Regions from separate parts of the Gossypium arboreum genome. Here region 2 is linked to region 1. A link is a contact called in public Hi-C data. All regions are on one chromosome and are shown on one strand. Each heading gives the region's core, a stretch centred on a gene start, on an enhancer-like site or on the middle of the called end of the contact. The rest is flanking DNA. Distances are from core to core; before and after follow the strand shown.

Region 1 (6,906 bases), core at 2,576-5,075:
AATTAAAATGTATACTCAGTAGGCTCGTTTTAGGATTACTCGTCTAGGCTAAATCCTTTCCATATTGAGATCAGTGGATTACCCACCCAGGCTAAATCCTTTCTACAACACATGCAGGATCCCATTTCTCGTGAGAAGTGACCTATCCATCGGAATTCCATATTCAAACGGATTCTAACCCATTTTTCAATCAATTTTGGAGTTATGAACATTTTCATACAATTCATTATTTATACATTTCACATTCAATTTAACACAACAATTAAATTCAACATGCATAAACATCCAATTAGGTTGCACGAACTTACTTGAATGATGTCACGGGTTTGGATTCTGACTATTTCAAAACCTTTTGTTTTTCACGATCCACTTCCGGAATTGATCTTTTCGAGTCTATATAAAAAAATTAAATTATTAATTCATCACATTTTTCAATTTCATCCCGTAAACTCACTCTATAGAAAAATTACCTTTTTACCTATAACTTTGTACATTTTTGTGTTTTAGTCCCTAGGCTCGTATAATGAAATACATGCATTCCCTTGATTTCCCAAGCCTAGCCGAGTTATAATCTAGCCTATAACATCCCACATTTTTCTTTATTTCACTTTTCTACTACTCACTTTTACATCTTTTCCAACTTGGTCCCTTTTTAGGTGTTTTCATGGAAAACCACTTGACAAAAGATGTTTATCATACATCAAACTTTCATATTCCTCCATTAAACACCAAAATACAAACATTTCAAACATGGGTTAGTTTTTGAACATGAACCCTAGCTTAAAATAAGGGTAGAAATGGCTAGAACATGCTTCAAGGATCTCAAAAATATAAAGAACATGAAAAACAAGGCTATTGAGCACTTACAATCAAGCTTGAAATGTTGAAAACCCTAGCTATGGATCCCCTTGAATTTTCGACACACCATGAATAAGATGGACAACATTTTTTCTTAATTTTTCCCTTTTTATTCTTTAATTAACCAAATGACCAAAATGCTCTTAAAGCCTTTCTTTAAAATTTTACCCATGCATGTCTATTTTTGTCCAAATTTTTAAAACCTGGTCAAATTACTATTTGAGGACCTCTAATTTATAATCTAACTCAATTTCATGCAAATAGCTTCTAGAACTCAAGTTTTGCATATTTTGCAATTTGGTCCTAATGTCAAATTGAGCATATTAGGCATAGAATTTCTCCATGAAATTTTTAATCAAGCATAAATTCTTATTCTAGACCTCATAATAATCATGAAATAATTATTTCTATTTCGGATATGTGGTATCGAAACCACTATTTTGACTAGGTCCTAGATCAGGATGTTACAGAATCTGTCTGTTGACTACAAAGTCACGAAATCAGCGCAATCTTTATATGTCGAAGAATTTTGGAAAGCCTTAAGTGATTGTAACTAATGTGTTTGAGTTTCATTAATGCAACGGACTCAGATGTGGACAATCAAGAAAACAGAATGTCCTCACACATGCATGGTCACTCATATGTCGCAAGACCATTGAAAATTAGATGCAAAAACCATATGCAACTGCATCATTTCATTGGTGAAAGATATGCCCACCATCATTGTATCAAGCCTTATTGCAGAAATGCAAGCTCGATTCAAATACAGGGTTTCCTACAAGAAGGCATGGTGGGTGAAACAAATGGTGATGCATCAGTTGTATGGTGACTGGGATGCATCATACAATGAACTTTAGGGGTGGGTAGCTGCAATGCAAGAGTATGTGCCAAGAACGGTGATTGATTTGCAAACACTGTCGTATAGAGGCTCGGACTACGAGATAGAACTGAGGAAACAAGTTTTCCACCGATTGTTTTGGACGTTCGAGCCATGTGTTAGGGTCTTCCTTCACTGTAAATCGTTGGTGTAGGTGGACGGAACCTGGCTCCACAGTAAATACACACAAATACTTCTAATTGTGGTTGCACATGATAGCAACCAAAATGTACCTCCTAACGCTTTCGCCATCGTGGAGGGTGAGACCTTTGAGTCGTGAGAATTTTTCTTGAGAAATCCGCGGAGGCATGTTGTCAGACAAGACAACATTTGCCTCATCTCAGACAAATCAAAAGGACTACTTGTTGCGATAAGGCATTCAAAGGTTCCTTAGAGGTCCGTTTATTACATCTGACACATCACGGCAAACTTCCACAAAAATTATAAGAATAAAGAATGGCGCAGAGAAATCGTGAACATGGGTAAAAAATACTGTTCCAAAATTGATTTGTTCATATTTTATTTTTAGGATCTGTTTGTATTTTTTTTTTCAAGATTTATCAGTTTTTAATTTTTAATTTTTTTCTAAATTTATAACTTTGTAATTTTTTAAAATATTGGTTCGAAATTGCATACGCGGGCTATGAGTTAGAACCGCTCAGGTTTAGGCAAAGGTTCGTAAGGCTTGAAGCTTAGATGACATCGTTACCCCAAAAATGACGACCAACCTCGTAGAGGTGATTAACTTAGTCTTGAGGCGTACACGTCATCTGCCAATTTTCTACTATTTTTTAGGCAACATTCTATAGGTTGACCACATTGATGCCAATGATAGAGCTAAGACAAGAAAAGCAGATAGAGGCTGGGCACATGTACGTTGAGGCCGTTCGAAAGGCCATGGCAGTAAACGCTCGAAGGGTGCAGACGATGAACATAGAACTGTATTCACGTGACTTTGAGACTTTTTGGGTTCAAGAGTACATCGACTGTCGCTTGGGTCTTCCACCCAGGTCGTACGCAATTGACCTGCGAAACAGGAGTTGCAAGTGCAGGAAGTTCCAATTTTTTTTAAATCTAGTACAAAGGTGTAGGCCATCAGTGTCCCAGCACTCAAAAAAAATTAATTTTAAAAGGGGTGCCAGCCATTAGTGTGCCAGCACCCCAAATTTTGTTTTTAAATATTAGTATAAACGTATACCAGTATGGTACGAGGTGAAAAAGGTGAAAAAAATATACAATGGCGATGGTCAACTAGTCCCCAAAACCCAAAAAATTATTTTTTTAGCACTTGACATAATCTTCAGGCAATGATTGTGTTTGAAAAAATACTAATGCCGGTCATTTAGTTTCCCTACTTAATTTTAATATCTATTTCAGACCATTTAGGTGATTATTTTTTAACCAAGATCATTTACATAAATAATTAAAAATTTTGGGTGATTTGGGGTAAAATAGCGGATTATATACATAAAGAAAAAGCTGAGGGAAGAAAGGAACAACACAAAAGAAAAAGCTCGATGTTAAAAGCAACATATGAGACAGTGGGATTATTAGTTTGGTCGCTTAGATAGACAAAATTTTAACTGTTATTTAATTCTAACGAATTTGGGTCCTCTCTCCATGTTTTTACCACCTTCCCGTTCAAAAATCTATCTAAGCATACCACATCATCACATGAACACACAATGGTTTCTCTCTCTAAAATAAAAAACGAAAAACTGTAGTCTGTATAGTAAAAGCATTTATTACCAATAAAAAAAACATACACACTCTCTCCTCGTGTTTCAGATCTGAAGTGTATCACCATAAGTCAGAAGTATTATCTTTTGGTTGGATTCGAAAGAGATACATAGGATTATTCTAAAAATTCTTCCATTTCCTTATATTTGCCGGTACCAGATTACCAGTTCTACCGCCCGTGAAGAACTCTGTTCATTAATGTTCCTTTGATATGTTATAACTAGACTAGGCGTGTTTGAGTGTTTTGTCAATCAGATGTTGTCGGATGTTGGAATTTACCTGATACTGTCACAACCATGTGTCTGTCTTACATTTTCCTTTTATCTATTTATTTATCCTATGTACTGAATTGATGGTGGGAGAGTAATCTCAGTCCTTAGAAAAGGGCATTCGAGGTCGTACTATGGTCTTTTCGGTACTACTCCTGTTCTGATTTCAACACAATATATACATATATTTTGGAGAAAAATAATTGCGTGTAGGTTTGACTAAGACAAGATTGGACAGCACAACGGCAAGAGTATTTTAATAATTGCTAATGTTAAACCACTTAATTAAAATCTAAACCATAATATTGGTGATTAAATTGAGAGAGAAAATTATATATTAAAAGGGGGTATAATATATACGATGAAGAAGCAGGCTACGTAGGCAGGTTGTTAATCACTCGTATAGCAAATGGTTTCAAGAGTTAAAAAGAAAGAGGTGGGAGAGACATGGATGGGGACGTTAAAATTGATGGTGAAATGGGTGTCAGTAATGGGAAGGGTATGTCCAAGCATGGGTTGATTTCAACGAGCTGCTACGGCCCCATCCATCCGTCGCCCCTTTCACCACTCTTTCATTTTACCCCCCAATGCCCATAGCTCCGATCCTCTTCCCTACATAACTTATGGTCGCTGCAAATTTTTCATCACCCAAACCCTAATGTGTGCGTATATATATATCCTCGTCATGTACTTATCTCATATTTTTATATCTATACAAGTTTTAACATATTGATATTTTATACTATATAGATTTTGAGATTTTTTTAATTCCAGATTTTGTTATATTTTATATTAGTGCACTTTGTAAATTTCATAAATAGAGTTAAAAAGAGTATGGTTAAAAAAAAGAAAAATAATAAGATTTTCTAAGTCTTTGTACTCTTTAAACATTTGAAAATTAGTCCATCTATTTTTATTTCTAAAAATTTAGTTCCTAAACTTTTTAGATTTAAAATTTAAGTTCAATTATTAACCTTGTTAAATTCACTAGTGTAACATTTTATAATTAAAAAAACTCGGTGGACATGTGATAATCACTCTAAATTTAATAAAAGAATTTTAACGACGTTAATAATTAAACATGTTAGCCCTCAATTGTTACATATTTATTCAATTTGACTCTTACTCTTTTATTGGAAATAAATTAGAAATTTTGTAAACTGATAAAGCTAAAGGTTCAAAAAGCCTTGATAGGAAATTTTAAAAAAATTGAATTAAGACCTTCTAGCATTTTAAAATTATTAAAAGAGATTATAAATTATAATTTTTATTAGAAAATAACAATAATGTCCCATTAAAATATAATGGTTATAAGGTTTTAAAAAATTGACCCTACTCTTTTATTAGGTTGATATTGTAATTTTTAATAAGAAAAATTTATAACTTTTGTTTATAATTTTTATGATTTTTAATAACTTCTATTCTTTAAAAGATTTAATTGATTTTTAATTTGCTATTAAGGTCTTTTTGACCTTTTTAGCCTTATGAGTTTAAAAATTTCTAATTTACTTCCAATAAAAGAGAGTAGGGTCAAATTTATGTAAAGGTTGAGGGCTAAATTTATTATTATACCTTATATATAAACAGCAAAACAAACATTTAACGGTGCTATTTTAATGGAGGGGTTGTTTTGCTCACTCATCTAATGTATAGGGATTAATTTATCTATTTTTTCAATAGATAAACTAAATTGCAATCTAGAGTATAGTCCAGGGAGTTTTATGGTACTTTTATCTTATAAAAATAAAAATAAAAACTACTGATAATAAGAAAAAAAAAAAAAAAAGGGACCATTTCTCTGCTGTTAATAAGGGGAAAAAAAGGACCATTTTACTTTTGTACGAGAGAAAACGTGTACAAGAGCATTGGTTTTCTTACATTCTCATCCGATATCCAGTTATATATAAAAAATGACAACATGATAAGGATTTTTCTTTTAACATTATTAAATTAAACAGAAATACATTTATAATTTTACTAGAAACTATTTTTGGAAGAAAAAACTGCATTAACCAAGGTTATCCACAGTTTCAACAATACAATCACAAAATAATCGGTAGCTAAATTCACAATTTTACTCTTTAAATATACTCATTCTCTCTTTTGGTATCTATTTTTTTCCAATTTAATACCTAAAGTATTAATCACTTCCCAATTTAATACTTAAAGTATCTCTCACTTATATTTTTTAATTTATTTTTGACAAATATTAAAAATATTATAATCAATCGCAAAATCCAACATGACATCTTATGTAAAATAGTTTATTTTATTAAATATCTATACACATTAAAAATTGAAAAATAAAAATAAATATATAAAAAATCATAAATATATATAATCTAGAAAAAGAATATAAACTATAAAAGTTTATAAAATAAAATTTAAAAAATACGATAATTAAAAATAAATTAGTTAAATTATTAATATTATTACAAAATGTAAAAAAAGTTGTAAAAATTATAAAAAATTTGTAATTTTTTTGAAGTTTAAAATATTTTTTATAAAATTCTAAAACATATAATTCTAAAATTCTAAAAATTTATTTAATTTTGATTTTTTTCAATTGCTTGAAATTTAAATACCTTTTTTAATTTTTGTAACATTTTTCAATTTTTATATATTATTTTGATTTTTAAAATTTAAAATTATATAATTTATAATTTATAATTTTATAAAAATTATTTAAAACGTTTTTATATTATATATGTTTTTTTGTACATTTTAATAAATATAATATATATAATATTCTAAAAAAATGATACGTGGTGTATTTTAATAGTACCACGTGACCGGTCAACGCTCGATCAATGCTGGTCAACACCCGGTCAACAATCGGTTAAAGTCAAATGTGTTTTGATTGATTGGCCACATGGCACTATTAGAATACACTACGTGTCTTTTTATTTTTTCAAATATTATATATATTATATTGACTAAAATTGTAAAAATTTTAAAAATATTTTTATAAAATTATAAAATATATAATTTTAAATTTTAAATTTTAAAAAGTAAAAATAATATATAAAATTTAAAAATTAAAAATGTTTACAATTTATTTTCAACTAATTTATTTTCAGTTATAGTTTTTTTGTAAATTTTATTTCTATAAATTTTATTTTTCTAGATTTTATATATATTTGATTTTTATATATTTATTTA
Region 2 (6,906 bases), core at 3,162-5,661, 49 kb before region 1:
TTTGGGGTTGTTTTTCGACCGTCTGGTCAGTTATCCCTGAGTGCATATGCCGACGTAAACTGGGGGTTGGATTTTGACGATCGCCGGTCCACTTTAAGGTATTTTGTTTATTTTGGATCTGCTCCCGTTTCTTGGGGATCTAAGAAACAACAAGTGGTCTCCCGATCTATGGCTGAGGCAGAATACAGGAGCCTTGCCACTGCCATTAGTGAGGTTACCTGGTTGCTTTCACTACTTCAAGAACTGCACCTCAAGTCCGATTATACTCTTAATATTTGGTGTGATAGCTCTGGTGCAGTCGCTGTTGCGGCTAATCCTGTGTTACATTCTAAGCTCAAGCACGTTGAGCTGGACTTATTCTTTGTCTGAAAGAAAGTCGCGGATGGGTCCATTGTTGTTGGTGAGGTTCCAGCTTGTGACCAAGTTGTGGATATTTTCACCAAACCACTATTAGTAACCTTTTTTGCTCGTTTTCCATCTCTTCTTCGTCGGAAAGCTGGATTAATGTAAAGGATCAAGTTAGCTAGGCTGTTAGTTAGTTAGTAAGTTGTTAATACAACTAAGAGTTGTTGAGTTGTTAAGAGCAGTTGAATAAAGGTCTATAAAATAGATTACCAGTGGGAATGTAATCAGACTAGTTTTTCAAGAATAAAAACCATAGATCATTTTCAAATTACAAGTTCATCATCCTCTTTATCAATTTCTTCTTTTTCAATTAAATGTTTTGGTAATCTTACTTGGTTTCTAATAGTGATCCAAGTCCCAAATTCATACCCATCACTTTCACAATCAACACCTTAAAGTGTTTTGCTTGCTTCATGAGTTCTTCAACGAGGAAAAAGAACCTAAAACCTAAGAAAAAGAAATTGGAGAAAGGATGTCCAGGAAAGGAAGAAACAAGATCTCAGACTTAAGAGTTAAAATTAAAGGAATCAAAGAGCAAGAAGGAAAAATAAAATAAAAAAGGATTTACTATCAAGCAGGAAAAAAAAAGCGTACAAACGACACTAGATAAATTTTTACAGGCTATATATTAAAATAAAAGTAAATACTTACTCATGTGCATTTTATACATTTAAGTAATTCTAAAAGGTAAAAAAAAATTATACTAGAAAATAATAAAATTTTGAGCTTCTCTAAAATTTTAAATTCATGTTCGTCTAGCTTACTTTGAGCTTCCATAATGTGTATTTTGTACCAAAATGAAGGTCAGATGTAACACTTCAACTTATAAAGGTGAGTTTGGATGGGCGGTGCGTTTATCTACGATTAGTGTAAAAACAGCAGTGGCGGTGAAATTAGATACTATAGCGATACTGTAACGTGAGACAAAAAGTAAGCTAAACGAATCGCACCGCACCGCCACCGCTGTTTTTATACTAACCGCAGGTAAACGCACCGCCCATCCAAACTCACCCTAAGTCTAAGATGCAAACTATGAAGGCTGGAGATGCAATATTTGAAGGCCACAAGTTGGCCGGTTGAATATGATTTAACCAAAATTTTGAGTTCGATGCATTTGGATTTGTTTTGGCTGAAGGCACTGGTACCACATTAAAGTTCACATTTCCTAATAAAAATTTGACCCATGAATCGACTAATTCCAGCACTGGACGGTGAAGCTTCAACAGTGGCTGTTCACCATAATAAAACCCAAAAGCAAAAGCAAAATCAGAAATTATAAATCTATCCAACAAAATCAAGCGAAATTTATTTCAGACTATATCTTAAAAATGGAGTACTTGGACGTGCTGGGAAGTCACCTGTAAGGGATACAAGTTTGGGGTTTTCTCTACCATGCTTGAAATAAAATAGCTGAGCAAAAAAATGAAGGAAATAAAATAACAAAACCATAATTCTTACCTTTTTAGGGGATGGAAAAACCCAAATCTATCTTCAGAATTTCTGCTTCCCTCGTTCCTTTCTCTTCTTTTTATCTATTTTTTCTGAAATAATTTTTTTTGACTATATGGGATATTTTTACACTTAAACCTTAATATATAATTTATTCACATCATACTAATCATACATTTATCTATGTTACACATTTCATGCAACTTAAGCATGCATATATACATACTGCATGTTACATAATTAAACATTTAAACCTAAAATCCATTAATAAAAAGCAAACAAACCCTATATTAAATATAAAATATAATTCATAAGTGCAATCCAAATGGCTAGAGTGTCTTTTTAAAAAAAAAAAGAGCTAGCATCATGGATTCAACATGAGGTCAAACAAAACTGTAGTTTCATAGTCACTAAATTTACTAATACCAGCGACCAGCTGTATCCACCAGATAATGGCAGATCTCAGTCTCCAATATCCGGTACAAATCCAGTTGTTTTTGTTATTTTAATTATTTAATATGGCATGATGAAGACAATGTCTAAGACAAAACACCTACTGTCTTCTGAGAGACTTCTAGATCGTCCAACATGACCATAGAAAACCCCCAAAGCTGCTAACTCTAGCTTGGCTACCCTTTGATTCATCACCATTATCCATGAATAAAGTTCCTCTGCAAAACCCCATTATCAGACCTTTACTGTTTTCTTCCTAAATTGCTATTCATATCATTCTATTTGTATACAATAACAATGAAAAAAACTGTATAACTGGAAAATGGTTCTTCGCGTGACCCTACAAGTTGACTCTTTCATGGCCAAAATCTAATAATTATTTATTAAGTACTCTTGACGGTTTATTGATTTTTGAACTCTAATCCTTAAAAGTTGTATGATAAATAATAATGAAACCAACGAGAGGGAGAGAGATGTGGAAATAAAAGCCTTGAAATGTAATTTATTATGAAGTTCACAACATAATATATATATATAATTTAATATAAAAGATTCAAGCTCCAAACATTGCTGTTTTTTGTTTCCCTCACACCAATTTCATATCTTAATTTCCTTGAAACTCAGACATACAAACTCAGTTACTATAACATTATTATTAAAGCTAATTAAGAATAAAACCAACAACATAAAAGCTAGGCTAGCGACTTTGAGAAATTCAACCATGAACAAGTCCATATGATAAGGCCATCAGTAGGATCGCGGCTTCTTTCTCATCCTGAGGGAAAACTCCATGAAAAGCCGAGCTCTTGCTCAATATTATCCTCAAGTCCTCAAAACAAAGCTTGTTTCTACCTTGGGATTGGGAACTGAGTTTGCACTTTTTGTTCTTTAACGTTGCAACACAACCATTACTTGATCTCTTGGCCTTGTTTTGAACCTTATTCTTCATGCTTGTCGTTGTCTCAGTTGCAACAATAGTTCCATTGGACGCTGTTGCCGCTGCCGCTGCAGCCATTGCTCGTCTCGCTTTTCTTTGTCGAATTCCGCAGGCGTTGCAAAGAGACTGCAGTGCGACCAAAAGGTGAAAAACAGAAAAAAAAAAAAAAGTCAATTAATTATCTCAAAAGTTATGTAGCAATTGTATAGGGTATTGATTAGAAACGAGTGGAAATTCAACTATACCTTGGGACCTCTAGGGCCACTCCTCCAAAGAGGAGTCTTAGTTGTGTTGCAATCAGCACAAACCCTACTTGGATTGTTGTTGATATCATTATTGTAGGAAGAGTTGCAGCTGTTATCTGGAGATGGTGAGGGCTGATTCTGAAGCTTCTGGTCTTCGATTTTCGGCGAAGAGCTTTTCGATAAATCGGTGTGATGGGAACTCATCATCTTCCTCAAAATCCTCAGCTTTGAAGGCATCCACTTAGTAGAACTGTCCTCATGGTGATGATCACTTTCGACCCTTTCTTCTTTTTTCCATAATGATAACTTGAGTCCGCAGTCACTGTTCTCCAATGCCCCATCTTTTGAAACATATATCTTAGCCTAAACAAAATGATCATATCATAACCCTAAGTGATCATCACATTAAATTTTAATAAAATAAAAGAGTGAAGTGGTAATTATAATATCACCTGATCTTGAAACTCCTGGGGTTCCCTTTGACAAGAACCTGCTCCTAGGTGATGAACAGTTGAGGAAGAAGAAGAGGAAGAAGGTTGAGATTTAAAGGTAAAAAGGTGGTGGTGTTGGTGTTGATCATCTTCGTTAAGGTCAAAAGGAAAAGGATAAAGGGATGAATAGCAATTACTAGAAGACATTAGGGAGAGAGATCAGGTGATGAACAGCAATGATATGTTGTTGGTGTTGTCCAGTAAAGGTGGAGGATCGAAAAAAAAAAAGGCAAAGAAAAAAAGGAGGGGTATTATGCTATTGAAGGGTAAACCACTTTAGAGAGAGAGGGAGAGCAAAGAAATAACAGGTTCACGTGATTTGATATATATGAGAGACCAGAACCAACATGTTTAAAAAAGACAAAAAGGAAATAAAAGGAGAAGTATGGAATGCTAGGCTACTGCTCCATCCTATTCAGAAATATTTAAAGGAATAATAATAAATTTAAAAAAACCCTATCTGCAGGAATTTTTTACTCACCTTTTGATGTCATTTCGAAAGAACAGAAAAGATAGACTTCTTTCAATATTTCATGATAGCCACACAAATTATTCATATAATATTTCATTAATTTAAACATATAAAACAAAAATTGATCCCAATTGTGATCTTCTCACAGATTGTGACCTTCATGTTAGTTAGTACTATATACAATATATATAATTTATTGACCCAAAAATCTGATCATCTTCACACAAATTCTAATCTTAATTTCTAGTATTATAATAACACAATATAATTTAATTTCTCTATGAATCTTTATTAAACTGTAAATTAGCATTATGGTGAACCATAGGATTAAATTGGTTAAACCTTTTCTTTTCTAGTATATACCTAGAATTTGCTAGTAAGATGACAGATATGGTGACGCATGATACAGTCAGAGAATACAAAGAGCATTATATCTTCAGATATATATAGTTCTATATGAGGGAATATTTTATATAAGGAAAATTGGAGCATGCGGTGCATACATAAATATGAGTACTAGAAGAGAAGGGCTACAGTTTTCATGAGAAAGACATATATGTATACATGTGATATATCTCCATTCTTCACTACCTTAGTCTTGCCAAAAAACATTCAATGCATTGTTCAGGCAAGAGACAAATGCAGCACCCCACAACTTTGCCAATTGCCATAATCATGAATCTTAGAATTAATACATGTTCTTTCACCACTGACGATATCATGCTCCTTATATAATTTCATTTTTACATATAACTATACATACACATTTCCCTTTCACCTAGGAAACGTTTAGATATATATTAGAAGGCAGGCAGCTGGCCATATATCATTTGTATATCATTTGTTAAAATTGAGAAAAAGAAAACAAAATATTTAGGCTAGTTAAGCAACCAAGATAGTTCTATCTTTGAAATATTTAGAGTTGTTGAGATATATTTGAGGAAGTGCCCACTTCTTTTATTACTGCAACAATTAGCAATTTGTCATATTAGAAGATTGATAATTTATTGAACCATATCTTTAAGTTGAGCTAAGATTGTGGATTATATTTAGCTCATCAATGAAGATCATATTACTTGGAGGAAACCTATTTGAAGAATTAGATCGGATCAAGTCTATTTAATCCATTGCATTGAGGAAGTTGGATTGGATCAAACTACATCTATGTTACCTTTATTATTATTATTATTATTATTATTATTATTATTATTATTATTATTATTAAGCTATTTTAGCTACATTTTAGAAAGGACTGTGATTGATCTACATTATGTTAGCAGGTCTCGAAAACACTATATGATTAAGAGACATGTATAGGTTGATGTACTTTTATTGAAAGCGCTTAATCTACTCAAGTGAGGAACATTATCTTGTAAGAGTGGATTTGATTGTAAAACCTATGTGTTGTGGTTTTACAAGTTAAGTTCTCAGAGGGAGAATTTAGTAGTGAAAGTTCTAATCTTCAAAGGTACAACAGTAAGGAAATTTTCACTAAGGTGTGATAAGTTTAAAACAACTGGTTATAAGTGTCTGAAGATAGTGAATACTTCTCATTGAGCTAGGCTTTACAGATGTAGAAAAATGTAATTGAGTAAACAAACTTTGTTGTCCCCTATTTACTTTGTATTTTCGCAGTGCTTGCAAAATGCCAACTTCTCCTGTTACGTTTATTAATACTAAACTTGTTGCTTAGCAACTGTTTTAGGTCAACATTTTATATAATTGTTAAGGCCAATTTTTGAAGGTTGGTCTGAAATGATGGTTGGTGAAATCTATAAAAAGGAAAAAAAAAGGTTAGAAAGGTGTTGGAGTTTTATCTTTGATGCACCCTTCAATCCTTAAGTCAATTTGATTCTGTAAACCCCATCTTGTGAAAAGCATCCCATTGTAGGATATCCACTATTCAAACTTCGAATAGAAGGAATTCTAATCTCGCTTCTTTCTCGGAGATTGTTAATCTTTTGTGTCCTTACTATCATTTTTGTAACTAATTCTGTCCATTTCCCCATTTAGATGATATGGTTTATCCTTATTCTGGATTTTATCCACTTGTTCAATTTTTATTTTAGCTAATTTGATTTCTTCTACTTCAATGTACCACATGGCCTTCTTGTTGGAAGATTGGGTTTGGAAAATGCAGCGGAAAATAGGTTTAAAGGAAAAATTAGAGTTTTAATTTTTTTCCAAAGTAAGAACTTGGTTTTGTTATCTGAAGTAATAAACATTTAATCAAAATTCGTACCTTTTTTATTCATCTAGGATGAATGCTTTGACCAAGTGGTCTTCTTCGCTAACCTCAAGCTCACGTCTATTAAATGTGGACTCGCTTCGAATCAAAAACTTTTTTTCAAAAAATTACCAATGAAGCAATTTTACAATTTCTCTAAACTTTTGGGGTCAAGTTGTAAATAACAAAAAAATCTCTAGAAATTTTCTGGAATAGTTTTTTCAGAG

The links. Hi-C and Micro-C count contacts between places; a contact is called where the count stands out from the background.
Region 2: a contact with region 1 is called in a Hi-C map of leaf, with 1.6 times the contacts expected there. The contact joins the promoter of LOC108485411 here to the enhancer-like site in region 1. A contact is called at or near these places in 3 of 5 Hi-C or Micro-C datasets (all in leaf).

What each region holds. Positions count from the first base shown.
Region 1 is chr6:124,515,315-124,522,220 of ASM2569848v2, reverse strand. No RefSeq gene overlaps it. Among protein-coding and RNA genes, the nearest start is that of LOC128294208, 5.7 kb to the right of the region's middle. Within about 2 kb of position 3,825, at least 1 of the 2 cell types and tissues checked has an H3K27ac peak or open chromatin away from gene starts, as enhancers often do. A contact at or near this core is called in leaf, where this site is marked.
Region 2 is chr6:124,564,699-124,571,604 of ASM2569848v2, reverse strand. LOC108485411 (GATA transcription factor 21-like) reads right to left here and starts at 4,411. Exons shown (of 3, transcript XM_017789244.2): 1 at 3,942-4,411; 2 at 3,490-3,852; 3 at 2,784-3,370. The coding sequence starts at 4,127. The coding sequence ends at 3,023.